2 separate regions of the Sus scrofa genome follow, and region 1 is linked to region 2. A link is a contact called in public Hi-C data. All regions are on one chromosome and are shown on one strand. Each heading gives the region's core, a stretch centred on a gene start, on an enhancer-like site or on the middle of the called end of the contact. The rest is flanking DNA. Distances are from core to core; before and after follow the strand shown. Region 1 has its middle 8.5 kb from the start of SLC25A38. Region 2 holds the start of XIRP1 (xin actin binding repeat containing 1).

The links. A called contact is a pair of places that touch in the nucleus more often than the background predicts.
Region 1: a Hi-C map of alveolar macrophages shows a contact between it and region 2, with 3 times the contacts expected there. The contact joins the enhancer-like site here to the promoter of XIRP1 in region 2. A contact is called at or near these places in 16 of 47 Hi-C or Micro-C datasets (adipose tissue, alveolar macrophages, blood and 9 more) and 1 of 2 datasets of contacts at active chromatin or transcription factors (alveolar macrophages).

What each region holds. Positions count from the first base shown.
Region 1 is chr13:24,018,715-24,025,416 of Sscrofa11.1, reverse strand. No RefSeq gene overlaps it. Among named protein-coding and RNA genes, the nearest start is that of SLC25A38, 8.5 kb to the left of the region's middle. Within about 2 kb of position 3,391, at least 4 of the 83 cell types and tissues checked have an H3K27ac peak or open chromatin away from gene starts, as enhancers often do. A contact at or near this core is called in adipose tissue, alveolar macrophages and omental adipose tissue, where this site is marked.
Region 2 is chr13:23,871,866-23,878,732 of Sscrofa11.1, reverse strand. It overlaps XIRP1 (xin actin binding repeat containing 1), which reads left to right and starts at 1,883. Exons shown (of 5, transcript NM_001143928.1): 1 at 1,883-2,032; 2 at 5,140-6,867. The coding sequence starts at 5,144.

The DNA.
Region 1 (6,702 bases), core at 2,142-4,641, 150 kb before region 2:
CCCTAAAAAAACAGAAAAAGAAAAAAAAAGTCTCCCAGGGCAGGCACTGCTCTCAACAGTGGAAGTCACCCTCTGTGCCCTTGGTCAGCAGTGGGCACACAGAAAGGGAAAAAAAGAGTTCTAATGGCTTTACCAGAAGCTTCAGCAAAGAGGACAGTCCTGTCACTGCTTTGGGCTTTGCAAGAGAGAAATACCTTTCTTCCTTCCTTGCCAGTGACCTTGGCCTGAGAATGAGCAGGCTGGGGGGGAGGCTGGTAGGCTAGTCTCCAAGAAAGGTGTGGAGGGCCCTTTGAGGGGAGGGGCTGCCAGAGTGGGGGTCCTGGGATTCTACTTCAAGGGCTGAGATATCAGGGGCAGTAGAAGAAAGGGGCCATAAAGCAATCTGGGTGATGTGGCATTTATGTTCATTATCATATAGAAGCTATAAACCACACCACCAACATGGGAAAAACTTCCTCTTCATCCACTGAAAATATCAAGCTCTTCTCAGTAACCCTGAGAAAACTGCTCCCAGGAGGCAAGGGGGAGCTAAGACAGAGTTTTGCAGCAAAGGGCAGGTAGTAGGAACAAAAGATTACTGCTAATAATAGAAAACCAGGTATCTCACTTTTCTATCTGTGGGAAGATGCAAGGCCTGGGCTCAGTGAAGTCATTCCTTTGATATGCACCTCAGCTATCCTATGTTTTCACATCCTGAGTTTCCTTACGGCTTACCTTGCGAGTGGCTGCAGTCTGGTGGCTGCTGGATGGCAGGTGTTCTTTGTTTCCTTTCTGGGTTCCCTCAGGGCTCACTGGCTCGTCCTTGGAGGGGGCTGTAATGGCTCATGACTGGTGAGGACCTTTGTTTACTCATATGACAGGCAGTATCATTTCTCACTGTCATGGTCCCAAGTGCACTACCATGGATACTCCTGCAGGGACAGACAAGGGGAGAAAAGGAAAGAAAGAGTCACCCAGGACTCCACGCTGCATGCCAGGTTCCAGTGAGTTGATATGCTGAGTGGTTTCCCATCATCCAGGAACAAATTTTTTTTTTTTTTTTTTTGCTTTTTTTTGCTTTTTAGGACCACACCCGCGGCATATGGAGGTTCCCAGGCTAGGGGTCATTTTGATGCTACAGCTGCCGGCCTATGCCACAGCCACAGCCATGCCAGATCCAAGCTTCCTCTGCAAACTACACCACAGCTTATGGCAAAGCCAGATCCTTAACCCACTGAGCGAGGCCAGGGATCGAACATGCAACCTCATGGTTCCTGGTTGGATTCGTTTCTGCTATGCCACAACTGGAATTCCAAGAACAGATTCGTGAATAGCTCAGGCTCAAGCAGAGAAGTGAGAGCAAAACAAACGCAGGGGAAGAAAGCAACGTGTCTGAAGCAAGTTGCACCTGCTTAGATGAGAATGAACTAAAAGCAGAAGGCCCCCACCCCACTGCCAGCCCCAACCACAAATTCTGTCCAATCTTGTGTTCCCTCTGGGTTGGTCTCCAAGGGAAACTAGAATGACACAGTGAAGAAGCATGGGCTTTGCCGGCAGAGAGACCCAACCCTAAATCCCACATTTCTAGCCACATGACTTCAGTCATACAACCCCTTGGGCCATCTGTTTTTTCATCTATAAGATAGAAACAAGGAATATCTCCTAAGAAATTTTGTGAGCATTAAATTAAGATAGCCAAAGCCCTATATACAAGGACTGGTATATGCTAGCTACCGAACAAGAATGCTTTCCCCCCCTTCTCCTTTCTAGTGTCCACTGTTTACTCTATTGCCATTTAGGAGGTTCATATCAGTGAGGAAGAAGTCCCTAACAGGGAGAGGCCACACCTCTAGTGGGTGCCTGAGGGCCTGGTGGAGCGCCTCAGTCCAGGGAGCCAGTAGGAATGCGGGTTAGGCTCCTCTGGGCTGCAGTAACAGAGACCCCGCTGAAGGCAGCCATGGACTCGCCAATGGGCGTCTCAACTCCTCCCCCTGCTCTTTGACCAAAAAAAAAAAAAGTCCCTCTGAGCTGCTAGCTGGGATGGTCCTCTGTGCCTCACCCAGGCAGGCCTGCCAGAAGGAGTCTGGGCTGGAGCAAGCAGACACACTTCTCCGAGTCACTGTGCAAGACGACACAAAGCTGAGTGTCTCCATTTCGTGATCCAGAGAAAGAGGTGAGCAGGCAACTTCTACCATTTGAACTGAAGAGAAGGGTTGAGTCAATGGGGAAGCCCTCTTCTTGGGCTGGAGCTGGCGTTCTCTAGGGCAAAAAGCATCGGACCTGAGGAGGTCCTTGGGAAAACCCACTGCCCTTAGCCTTCTATCTGCACCCCCTGGGTTGGCCCCATAAGCCTCTGGAGGCAAGGAGCAGCTTCGGAAGAAGGAGTAATACTTGCAGTGTGAGGGACAGTAAGGAGGAATAATCAGCCCAGGGATTCCGGGTACTACGTATAGGGACAGAAGAGAATAGTTACATAGGTGGTTGGAGAAGTCCCTGTAGGTGACTATAGATAGAGAGGGAGACCAAAGGAACTGTAAGTTCACAATTGCTCAAGAAAGCCATCAGAACATCTTGGAATGAAGCGAGCTTGCTTAACTATAAAACCACAAGTGAAAATACAAGATATGCCTCAGGTCATTCAGTGAAAGTTAAAATGAGGTCTGCATTGAAGTTTAGCAAGATAAGGATCCTTAGGACCAAGGACAGAAATTTAAGGGAAGGATGACATTCCAAAGTAGGAGACCTTCATTATACAGAAATCTGAGATGATTCAACATATTTTAATGTATGTTATCACCCTTCTGCTGATTTGAATAAGCTCTATGACAGTCCTAGTCTGACCTCATAAGGTCAAATACTCTCTTACCCAATATGAAGGAGGAGCTAGCGATGTAAGCCTGACATCTACTTGAAAAACGAGGAAGAAGGCGGTCTTTTCCTGTTCCCCACTTTCCTTAGATTACAAAGTGGGCTGACGGTGGTAGATCAAGGAATAAGCAGGCAAGAATATTTTCTGTAAAACAAGCATATAATGTCTGCTCCTCCTGCCATAGGTCTGAGATTTCAGTGGGATTTGTTTGTACAGTGTGACCTCCAAGGGAAATGGGGAGTTTAGAGGCCCTAACTGAAGGTCAAGGGTAAAGCCTCTAATACACTGAATCCAATACTCATCAAACACTTGTATTTTTCCCAAGATTCTCAAAGCAGAATTTTGAATGACAGCTTAGGTATATAAAATTAGAAGAATTGCAGCTAGTTCCGACTGTCTCTTTAAGACAGGATCCCATCACCTACCATTGTTTTCCAGCCATTATCCTTCACTTGTTCAGGCGCTCTGCTCAAACTCACCACTAGAGGGAGTGCGAGTCTTGTTCTCAACAGGTTCTGGCTCCTGGCCTCAGGAGTCACTGGACAGCAGCCCACTAGCTACAGCCTCGAGGTACCAGGCAGTGCCACTTCCCTCCATCCCAGGCAGTGCCACTTCCCAATTCCTCCCTCATACTGCACCTTTCTGGTCCACAGGAGATGGTGGGGCCAGCAGGCATAAGGAGACACCATGAGTGACTGCAAGCAGGGGTGGAGAGAGCCCTGACCCAGGAGTCAGGAATTCCTGATTCTAGTCCAGGCTCTGCCGAAAACTCACTTCATCACCTCTCTAGGCCTCAGTTTTCTCATTTGTAAAAACAGCAAGTTGAGCTAGGTGGCCTCCACGTTCCTTCTCTGGCCTAATGCATGTGAGTCTGGGATCACCATGTCTAGACTCTCAGACCAATGCAACCTACGCAGGAGGTGTGGGAACTGGGCTGGGGCACAGAGCTCCTCGTAGAAAATGCACACATGTGAGCAAAGTTTTGCCAACAGTTCCACATGATCCTTCCAGCCCAGGTTAAGCACTCCTGGTATAGGGGTGTGAACTTACCTGGGAAAGCGTTAGTGATCCTAGCAAAGACTGCCTCTTCGAGGAACTGCACAGAGAGCTAACAACCCAGAAGTCATGTCCATGTCCCTTCCATGGTCTTCTCCATGAATTCATTATATAGCCCCATCATGATGGAGCTCCAGCTGGTACCGGGGAGGGGACACATTTTGTATCAGAATGGAGGTGGCTACTTGAGACCTGAAAAGTCCAAAAGAGGTATCAGACTATGCCTGGTCTGATTCCAATTTGATGTATTTATTCAAGTATGTATTTAATAGAAGGGCCCATTTTTACCAGGCAGAGCAAGTATAAATGGCCAGAGATGAGAGAGAGCATGTCAGGTTCCCAGAACCGAACAAGTGGAAATGTCTGGTTGTAGGGAAGGAGGGCGAGAGAGGAGGACAGAGGGAAAGACTGGGGACCTGAGCTGCCATGTTAAAGGATTTGAGTTTTATCCGGAAAAGTTATAAGTAGGAGAATGAAACAGTCAGATTTGCACATTAGGCGGTTCCCTGCTTGCACACCGGAACTTGTACTCTGGTCAGGCCTCAATGACATTGGAAGTCTGGCTGATAAACAATTTGAAGACACAGTCTTTTCCTGGCCGTTTCCCTCTCCTGCTCCCCCATGTCCTCCAGGCTCTTCTCTCAAGATGGTTACACCTCGGCTGACTCTCTGGTTTATTATGCCGCTTTGCTGTCTATTATAACGGGGCTCAACCAGAGATCCCCATTTCTGGCAGATGACAAGGAGACTAGTTCTAGGTGCTCAGCCCTCCTCCCAGGATTTTGGGTAATCTATCACATGGCAACATCTTCTCGTACCTTCCATTTGGTTGTCGTTCATATTTACCTGTGCCAAACGGTCCTTCCTGCTCTTGGAGTTTCTACTTTTTTCTGCCTCAATTATTGGCTTACTCACAGTTCCCTGTGTATGCCTTTCCTTAACCACACGGATGGAGGAAATATAGATTCTTATATTGTTTACCAACAGAAAGACTCTTAAGTGGAAGGGGGTATCTTACAACTAGGAACAGTTCCCCATCCTTATTGTCCTCCTGCAGGGAGCTCTTTTGCCAACTAGTAGAGAGTAGAGTGGCATTTGAATTCCATATTCATAATCTCTTTCCACTAATACACTGCCCCTAATGCTATTTGCCCCTTAACTGCTCTGAACATCAGTTTTTGTTTTTTGTTTTTTGTTTTTTTCTTTTCTTTTTTTTTTTTTTTTGCTGCACTCATGGCATATGGAAGTTCCCAGGCCAGACACTGAATCCTAGCCGAAGTTGTGACCTGCACCACAGCTATGGCAATGCCAGATCCTTAACGCACTGCACTGGGCCAGGGATCAAACCCGCACTGCCACAGAGATAACACCAGATTCTCAAACTGCTCCACCATAGTAGGAACTCTTGAGCATCAGTTTTTAAATCTGTGAAATGAGAATAATGCCACCTGCCCTATAGTTTGCTGTGAGAACTGCATGAGGTCATGACATAGGAGAGTACATGGCCCAGAGCAAGCATTCCAAAATGTTTGTTCCAATTGAATCCAACAGGATAAGTCTCCTCTTCTCTAGTTTGATCTCAAAGAGTTCTTCTCTAGTGCTGACCATGTAAAACCAAGCCTGGGCTCAAATATTTTTGGAATGAGTTTACTCATCTTATAACAATGAAAGGGGTGACATCCAAGTGAAGCTACTTTTTAGCACTTAATTTGTACATAATTCACTTTTTTGGGGGGGCTCTTTTCAGGGCAGCACTTAAAGCATATGGAGGTTCCCAGGCTCGGGGTCAAATTGGAGCCACAGCCATTTACCTACACCACAGCCACAGCAATGCCAGGCCCGAGTGCATCTGTGACCTACACCACTGTTTATGGCAATGCTGAATCCTTTAACCCACTGAGCAAGGCCAGGGATTGAACCCACATCCTCATGGATAATAGTTGGATTCTTAACCCTCTGAGATACAACAGGAACTCCCACAATTCACTTTTAATTATGCTTCTTTTTTTTCTGTTCAGAAAATGTCTCATTAAAATGTAATCAGTTTCCCCTTGAGTTGCTACTAATCAGATTCTCTTTTCTTGATTCTGCTCTTACTGGGAGTCAGCAACCCAGCTTTCCAGATGGGAAATGTTCTGCAGAGTCTGGAAGCCTGGAGGGGCCCCCAGATGTTGTCTCTAAGCCCCCGTTTGATGGCCCCTCCCTTAATATAGGACACAGTGGCCAAGAGGAATGAGCGTTTTCTAAGAATCTGGAGTCCTGGCTCTAACGCTCTGGTGTGGCCTTGGGCAGACCATCTTGTATCTCCAGGCCTCAGATTTCCCACCTGTCAAAGGAGAGCAGCAGAAAGGATGACGTCTAAGCTCCCTTTCATCTCCCTCAATCTGGAACACAGACCATACTCACAGCTGCCTGGCATCTGTAAGTGATGTGGGCACTTACTGTGATGGGTAGGGCTAGCATACAGACTGACCTGAGGGCTGGGAGAAGGGGTGCTCCCTGTCGGTGCCTCTCTAGCCACCTGAGACCTCTCTGCAGCATGACATCCAGCTGAGATGGCCAACTGAACCTCCTTACCTTGGTAAGACTTCTACCTAGGTGAGCATTGGCCTGAGGCTCAGACTCAGCCACAGGCTGTGTTGGTATCCTGAGAGGCAGAGAGAGGAGGGCAGCAAAATCCCCTCCCTCTGCCATGCCAGGCAAAGCAGCAGGGAGCAGAACTACAGGGGATATTAGGCAATCATGAGTTATTAAGTTACATAAGCATTTGATGTGGGGAGCTGCCAGATGCATTCTTA
Region 2 (6,867 bases), core at 634-3,133:
TTTAAATGTGGCTAGTGTGATGGAGGAATAGGATTTTTCATTTTATTTCATTTAACCTATCTAGTCAGATGTGGCTGGTAGCAACTGTCCTGGACAGCACAGTTGTATTAGATAAAACCAGGTGGTCAGGAAAAGCCTCTTTCTTAATATTGAGGCCTGAGAAATTTCTGCTCAGAAAAGAGTTGAGGTGAGTACAAAAGTGGCTTCCACCTGGGTGCTTTCCTTTTCTTACATAAGTAATAACAGCAGGCACCTCCACAGCACATGCACTGTGCTAATAAGCACTCTCATGAAACCTTCTCCATCCTAGAAGGCAGGCCCTAGGTCTCCTCTCTCCCAGCCTTCCCCAGGGAGAGCCAGGAGCCTGGGGGAGCAGACAGAGGGGCAGGAAAAGCAGGAAGAGGGAGGAGGCCAGGGAGCAGGGCTCCCAGATGCCCCTCTCTCCACCCCCAGGCCAATGTTGCCCTCCTGACATTGACTCAATGGAAAGAGTGAGCAGAGACCGGCAGCACTCCCTGGCACCAGAGGCAGGTGGGATGTCAGAAGGAAGCCCCTGTCCTGCCAGGTAGCAGAATGCACCTGCCTGGCCTTCAACATGGAGCCTGGGCCATATGCCTCCTTCACGTGTGCTCTTCGTGGTCCCCTGATGCCCCTCACCACACTGACCCCTTCTCGGCCTAAAGGTCAGGATCTCTCTGCCCACTAAGCCCCTTTGGCAGCAAAGGAGGGGCAGGCATGACACCCTCCCACTGCCCCCGTCACTTTGTCTGTGACTGGGAAGCTGATGACTCCAGGGTCAGAAATAACCCCAGAGTCAGCACTGTGTGCCACCCCTCCCCCCACCCCATTCCCAGAAAGCCTGGCCCCTGAGTCAGAGGCAAGAGCCTGAAAGTAAACAAGGACCCAGATAATCTGCTCTGAATGCCACAGAACCATTCTGTGGAATCCTCTGATAAATCGGGGACCTAGTGAAGAGCAGAAGCCCCGAAACACAGATGCCTTTCCCCCCAAACCAGCCACGCGCACTCAGGGCTGAATACACCTGCATCGTGGGGTGACGAGGGCTGGATAAGAGGGGGGATCTTTGGGAGTTCCCATCGTGACTCAGTGGTTAACGAATCAAACTAGGAATCATGAGTTTGCAGGTTCTATCCCTGGCCTTGCTCAGTGGGTTAAGGACCCGGCGTTGCCGTGAGCTGCGGTGTAGGTCGCAGACAAGGCTCAGATCTGGCATTGCTGTGGCTGTGGCTGTGGCTGGCAGCAACAGCTCGATTAGACCCCTAGCCTGGGAACCTCCATATGCCATGGGTACGGCCCTAAAAAGACAAAAAAAAAAAAAAAAAAAAAAGAGAGAGAGAGAGGGGGGATCTTTAGTTCAGCAGGAGAGTCGGGGAGGAGGAAGGCTGGGCCTTGCTCTGAGGTAGCAGGCCGGGAACTGAGCAGGAGGGGCCCAGGCCTGCCCTCTGGGGGCCTCCAGGCTCTTGGCAAGGTGAACACACAGCCCACGTGAGGAAGAGTCAGAGGCCAGTCTGGAGTAGGGAGGTGGGGGGCTCCCAGGGTTAGGGCAGGGCCACCCAGGTGTCAGATGCCCCTCCATAATCATTCCCTCAAAATAGTCCGGGATGTCCACACCGCCATGGTGGCTGAGTCATTGACCCCGATCCTCAGATGAGACCTAGATGAATGAAGCTCTCCCTGCTCACTCCCCTTCCCCTCCCTAGCAGAAGAAACATGTAACTGATTCCCGGGATGGACACGTAACTTCCACAAGCCCTAAAAATAACTGAACCACTTCATACTCTGAACTTAGCCTCCCCCACCCGCCCCCACCTTGGCCCACCCCCTAACCAGCCAGATAAAGGCAGCTGCTGGGGCTGGCAGAGGACAGAGACCCAGAGCCTGGGCAGCGAGAAGGCACCTGGCCGAGCCAGCAGAGCACAACCAGCCCCAAACAACAACAAGAGGAACCACAGACCCTTAGACCACACCTGCCGCAGACCCCACACCCCCATCAGCCAAACAGGACCCTCAGGTAAGTAACTGGCCCCTTGTCTCTCCTAGCAAGGCTGGCTCTCCAGGCTAGGACCCCTCTGGACCCTCTCAGGCTAGTATTATTAGGGGCCACACACCGAAAGGCGGGTGAGTAGACGGGTCTGAAAGAAAGGATACACGAGGAAGTTAAGGGAGAGTTACCATGAGCCCCACAGGGGCTCTCGGGGTGACTGCCAAGGGCCTGAAGCCGGCAGAGGGGTAGGTTCCAGCCAGTCTGGCCTAATCCACAAAGGCTTTCAGGAGGAGGCAGTCTGAAGTTACAATTTTTAAAATACAGGTATGGCGCTCCTCAGGCTTCAGGGCTTCTTTCCAGGGAAGCCCCAGTGAGGCCCAGTGTCTGGAAGAAAGTGGACAGAGGAGGCGGGGGAGGACATGGGGGCTGGAGAGTGGGAAGCAGGCCGGACTCGGCACTGCCAGGACCAGCCCTGTGCCCAGCTGTTGCTAGAGAAAGTCTTGGCATATCTGGCCCCAGGAATGCTTCCCCAGGGCCGGCCTGAGCCCAGCTCCCCACATATCATGGCCCAGGACCTGGGGTGGGATGCAGATCATCATGTTGCCCAGTGGGAAAACCCTTGGGGAAAACCCTGGGGGCGTGCAGGGGGCGGGGGGGGAGCAGATCTGAGTCTGCCCAGGTATAGAGAGGCATGGAGGGGGCTGGGCTGAAAAAAGCAGACCTAGGGGCAAAAGTGGGGGTCACCCTAGGAGGCTGGCCCAGCCCTAAGAAGCTGAGCTCAGGGCCACCACTTGGGGCTCAGACCCTGCCCTAAGTCTGGTTCCATTTCTGAGTTCTGCCCTCACCCAACCCCTGCCTCTGCTTTTGAAGCCCCAGGAAACTCAGGGCAGATGGATGGGGTAGGGAGGTCTTACTACCACTTGGCGGAGCCTCCTAGGTCAGCTCCTTCCCCTCTTGGGGCCTGTTTCCCCATCCGAACAATGAGGGGTGGGGTGGCAGGGCTCAGTGACCTCTGAGGGTCCTCAGGTCTGCCATCCTTGTAGTGTGATTCTGACGATGTATGCCCATAGCAGGGATTCTGGAGATTCCTGAGGGTGGGAGTGGGGTGAGGCTGATGGCCTGTACATGCCATCTGCTCAGACCACAATGGAGACAGGACAGGGAGGAAACGGGGACAGTCGAGGTTTCTCTTTGGCAGGGGATCCTCCTGAGAACGCAGACACTAAAGGAACTACCCAGAGTTTGTGGCGAGACTCGGGCTGCTGGCTTTAGGGTTCACCCTCCCTGGGGCGCTGATGCCTTTGGTGGGCACACTGGGGTGAGGGTGGGGCAGGGGCAGGGCTCAGTTCCCCCCTCCCTGGGGTAGCCATGAGGAGGAGGTCCTTCCCCCACTCCCAGAGCTCTTGGCTAGAGGAGGGTTCTGGCACCAGTGATCCTATAGGCCAGGGGCCTGATACCAGCTCAGAAGGCAGGGGACCCAGGGCAGGGAAGGAGATGAGGTGGGCTGAGGCTCCCAGAGTCCCACTGGCTGAGCCTGACCCCCCTCCCCCCACCCAGGTTGCCACACTGAGGCCAGGACCTTGGCTATATTTAGCAATGAGCCTGGAGCAGAGCAGTGGGTCAGGGGCAGCGAGAGGGGGGACGTGCTTCTCATTCTTTCCCCACTGGCCTCTGGGGACTGTTAGTACACCTGTCACAAGACAGATAAGACAGAGAGGACACAGACCAGAGGAGGGCTTGAGGGGCGGCAGGGGCAGTGGCGGAGGCAGTGCCTTGGTGGAAGCAGATGGGCTTCAAGAGAGAAAGAGGAGGAGCACAGGAGACTCGAGTTTGCACCCAACTGGGGACAAGGCCCCATGAGCGAGATGGGGGGCTATCTCTGCAGAAAAGCCCTTGGTCCCACTGCCTCCCCTCCCTGGGCTGTCACCCTCACACTCTCTTAGGGTGCCTGCTGGAGAAGAGAGGGACACCACAGATACTAAGAAATCTTCATACTACCTACCTATAGGGTCTAGGAACCCCGAGCTAGCACTGTCTGCCCCTCATTTGCCAAGATCCAACTCTGGGCCTGAGTTTCTTTGCCTTTAATTAAAAGTGGTTGCGGAGTTCCCGTCGTGGCGCAGTGGTTAACGAATCCGACTAGGAACCATGAGGTTGCGGGTTCGGTCCCTGCTCTTGCTCAGTGGGTTAACGATCCGGCATTGCCGTGAGCTGTGGTGTAGGTTGCAGACACGGCTCGGATCCCGTGTTGCTGTGGCTCTGGTGTAGGCCGGCGGCTACAGCTCCGATTGGACCCCTAGCCTGGGAATTTCCATATCCCGCGGGAGCGGCCCAAGAAATAGCAAAAAAAAAAAAAAAAAAAAAGTGGTTGGGCCAGAAGATCCTTGAGGTCCCTCTAACTCAGACCATCTGAGTCTTGGCACAGAAAACCCCTACTTAGAAGTCAGAATCGGGCTTTGCCTGACCACAAGAAACCCTCACTCAGCCTTGACTGCTTCCACTGTAGCAGGGCTGCTGGCCTCTGCTCTGCCTCCCTGGGCCTGGGGAAGTTTGAAGGGTTACATCAAGAGCTAAGGGCTGGGCAAGCCATCCCCCCAACTGGTGAAAGTGATAAGCACACCCTCTGGTGCTATGAAAGGAATTTCCTCTCCATGGGAAAATGTCACCACTTTAGGGACTTGCCTCTCCCTGGCTGGGACCCCTTAAATCAGAATTGCCCCCTGGCCACACTCACCTGGGAGTCTGCCAGGGAAAAACTGATTTTGGCAGAGGCAGGAGAGGATGGGGCATGTCCATTTCCCCCTCATGGAGGTTTGGGTATCCCTTGTGGGGCTGGAGGACAGAGCCTCAAACCCAGCAACGCCCTACTTGTTCCCTAGCAACCCAGGTGATTCTGGGGAAGCAGGGACCCACCATGATGGATGGTTCCATGTGCCTCAAGTTCAACAGCTTGTCACCACGCAGGTGGCAGGCAGAAAGCCAGGTGAGGTCTGAAAAGGGAAGAGAGTACCTAAGCACATGCCACCCCAGGGCTACCCTTTCCGGGGCCCTGCTCGCTGCCATTTCTCTCAGCAACCGGCCTGCATCCCAAGTAAATCCCCCGCCCCATCCTTATCTCTGTGCCCTCTCTGCAGAAGGATGGCTGACACCCAGACGCAGGTGGCCCCAAAACCAACCATCCCAGTGGCAACTGCAGAGGACCTGCCCTTCCCTCCCCCACCTGCCCCTGAGGATCTGCCGCTGCCACCACCCAAGGAGTCCTTCTCCAAGTTCCACCAGCAGCGACAAGCCAGTGAGCTCCGCCGCCTCTACAAGCACATCCACCCCGAGCTCCGCAAGAATCTGGCTGAGGCCGTGGCTGAAGACCTGGCTGAGGTCCTGGGTTCCGAGGAGCCCACCGAAGGTGATGTCCAGTGCATGCGCTGGATCTTTGAGAACTGGCGGCTGGATGCCATTGGGGACCATGACAGGCCACCTGCCAAGGAGCCGGTGCCTGGTGGCAACGTTCAGGCCACCTCCCGAAAATTTGAAGAAGGATCCTTTGCCAACAGCATAGACCAGGAGCCAGCTAGACCTCAGCCATCCCGAGGGGATGTCCGTGCAGCCCGCTGGCTGTTTGAGACAAAGCCGCTGGATGAGCTGACAGGCCAGACGGAGGCACCGGAGGCTCCAGTGAAGGAGCCTGAAGCCAGTGGCGATGTCCAGGGTACTAGGATGCTCTTTGAGACACGGCCACTGGACCGCCTAGGCTCTCGTCCCTCCATCCAGGAACAGAGCCCCTTGGAGCTACGCTCAGAGATCCAGGAGCTGAAGGGTGATGTGAAGAAGACGGTGAAGCTGTTCCAAACAGAGCCACTGTGTGCCATCCAGGACGCAGAGGGCGCCATCCATGAGGTCAAGGCCGCCTGCCGGGAGGAGATCCAGAGCAATGCAGTGAGGACTGCCCGTTGGCTCTTCGAGACCCAACCTCTGGACGCCATCAACCGGGACCCCAGCCAGGTGCGGGTGATTCGGGGGATCTCCCTGGAGGAGGCAGCCCGGCCTGATGTTAGCGCAACTCGCTGGATCTTTGAGACACAGCCCCTGGATGCCATCCGGGAGATCTTGGTGGACGAGAAGGACTTCCAGCCATCCCCAGATCTTATCCCTCCTGGCCCAGATGTTCAGCAGCAGCGGCACCTGTTTGAGACCCGACCACTAGACACTCTCAAGGGGGAAGAGGAGGCTGAAGCAGAGGTCCCACCCAAAGAGGAAGTGGTCCCTGGTGATGTCCGCTCCACCCTGTGGCTATTTGAGACAAAGCCCCTGGACACACCTAGAGACAAGGTCCAAGTGGGCCACCTGCAGCGAGTGGGTCCCCAGGAGAGTAAGGGGTTCACACGTGAGCATCTATCCAGCGATGGCTCCTCAGCGCTGCCCCTCTCTCAGTGTGCGCCCCAGGGGGATGTGGTGAAGGGGGATGTAAAGACCTTCAAGAATCTTTTCGAGACCCTTCCCCTGGATAGCATCAGGCAGGGTGAAGCTTTGGCCCATGGGAATGTAAGCAGAGCAGAAGGAACTGATTCTGCTGAGCAGTCCCAAGACATAGGGTCCCCAGTGTACGCCCTGCAGGATGGCAAAGGCCACCTTCATGCCCTGACATCCGTCAGCAGAGAGCAGGTCGTGGGAGGTGATGTGCAGGGCTACAGGTGGATGTTTGAGACACAGCCCCTAGACCAACTAGGTCGAAACCCCAGTACCGTCGACGTGGTGCGGGGCATCACCCGGGAGGAAGTGGTGGCTGGAGATGTGGGCACTGCCCGGTGGCTCTTTGAGACTCAGCCCCTGGAGGTAATCCACCAACGGGAGCAGCAGGAACGACA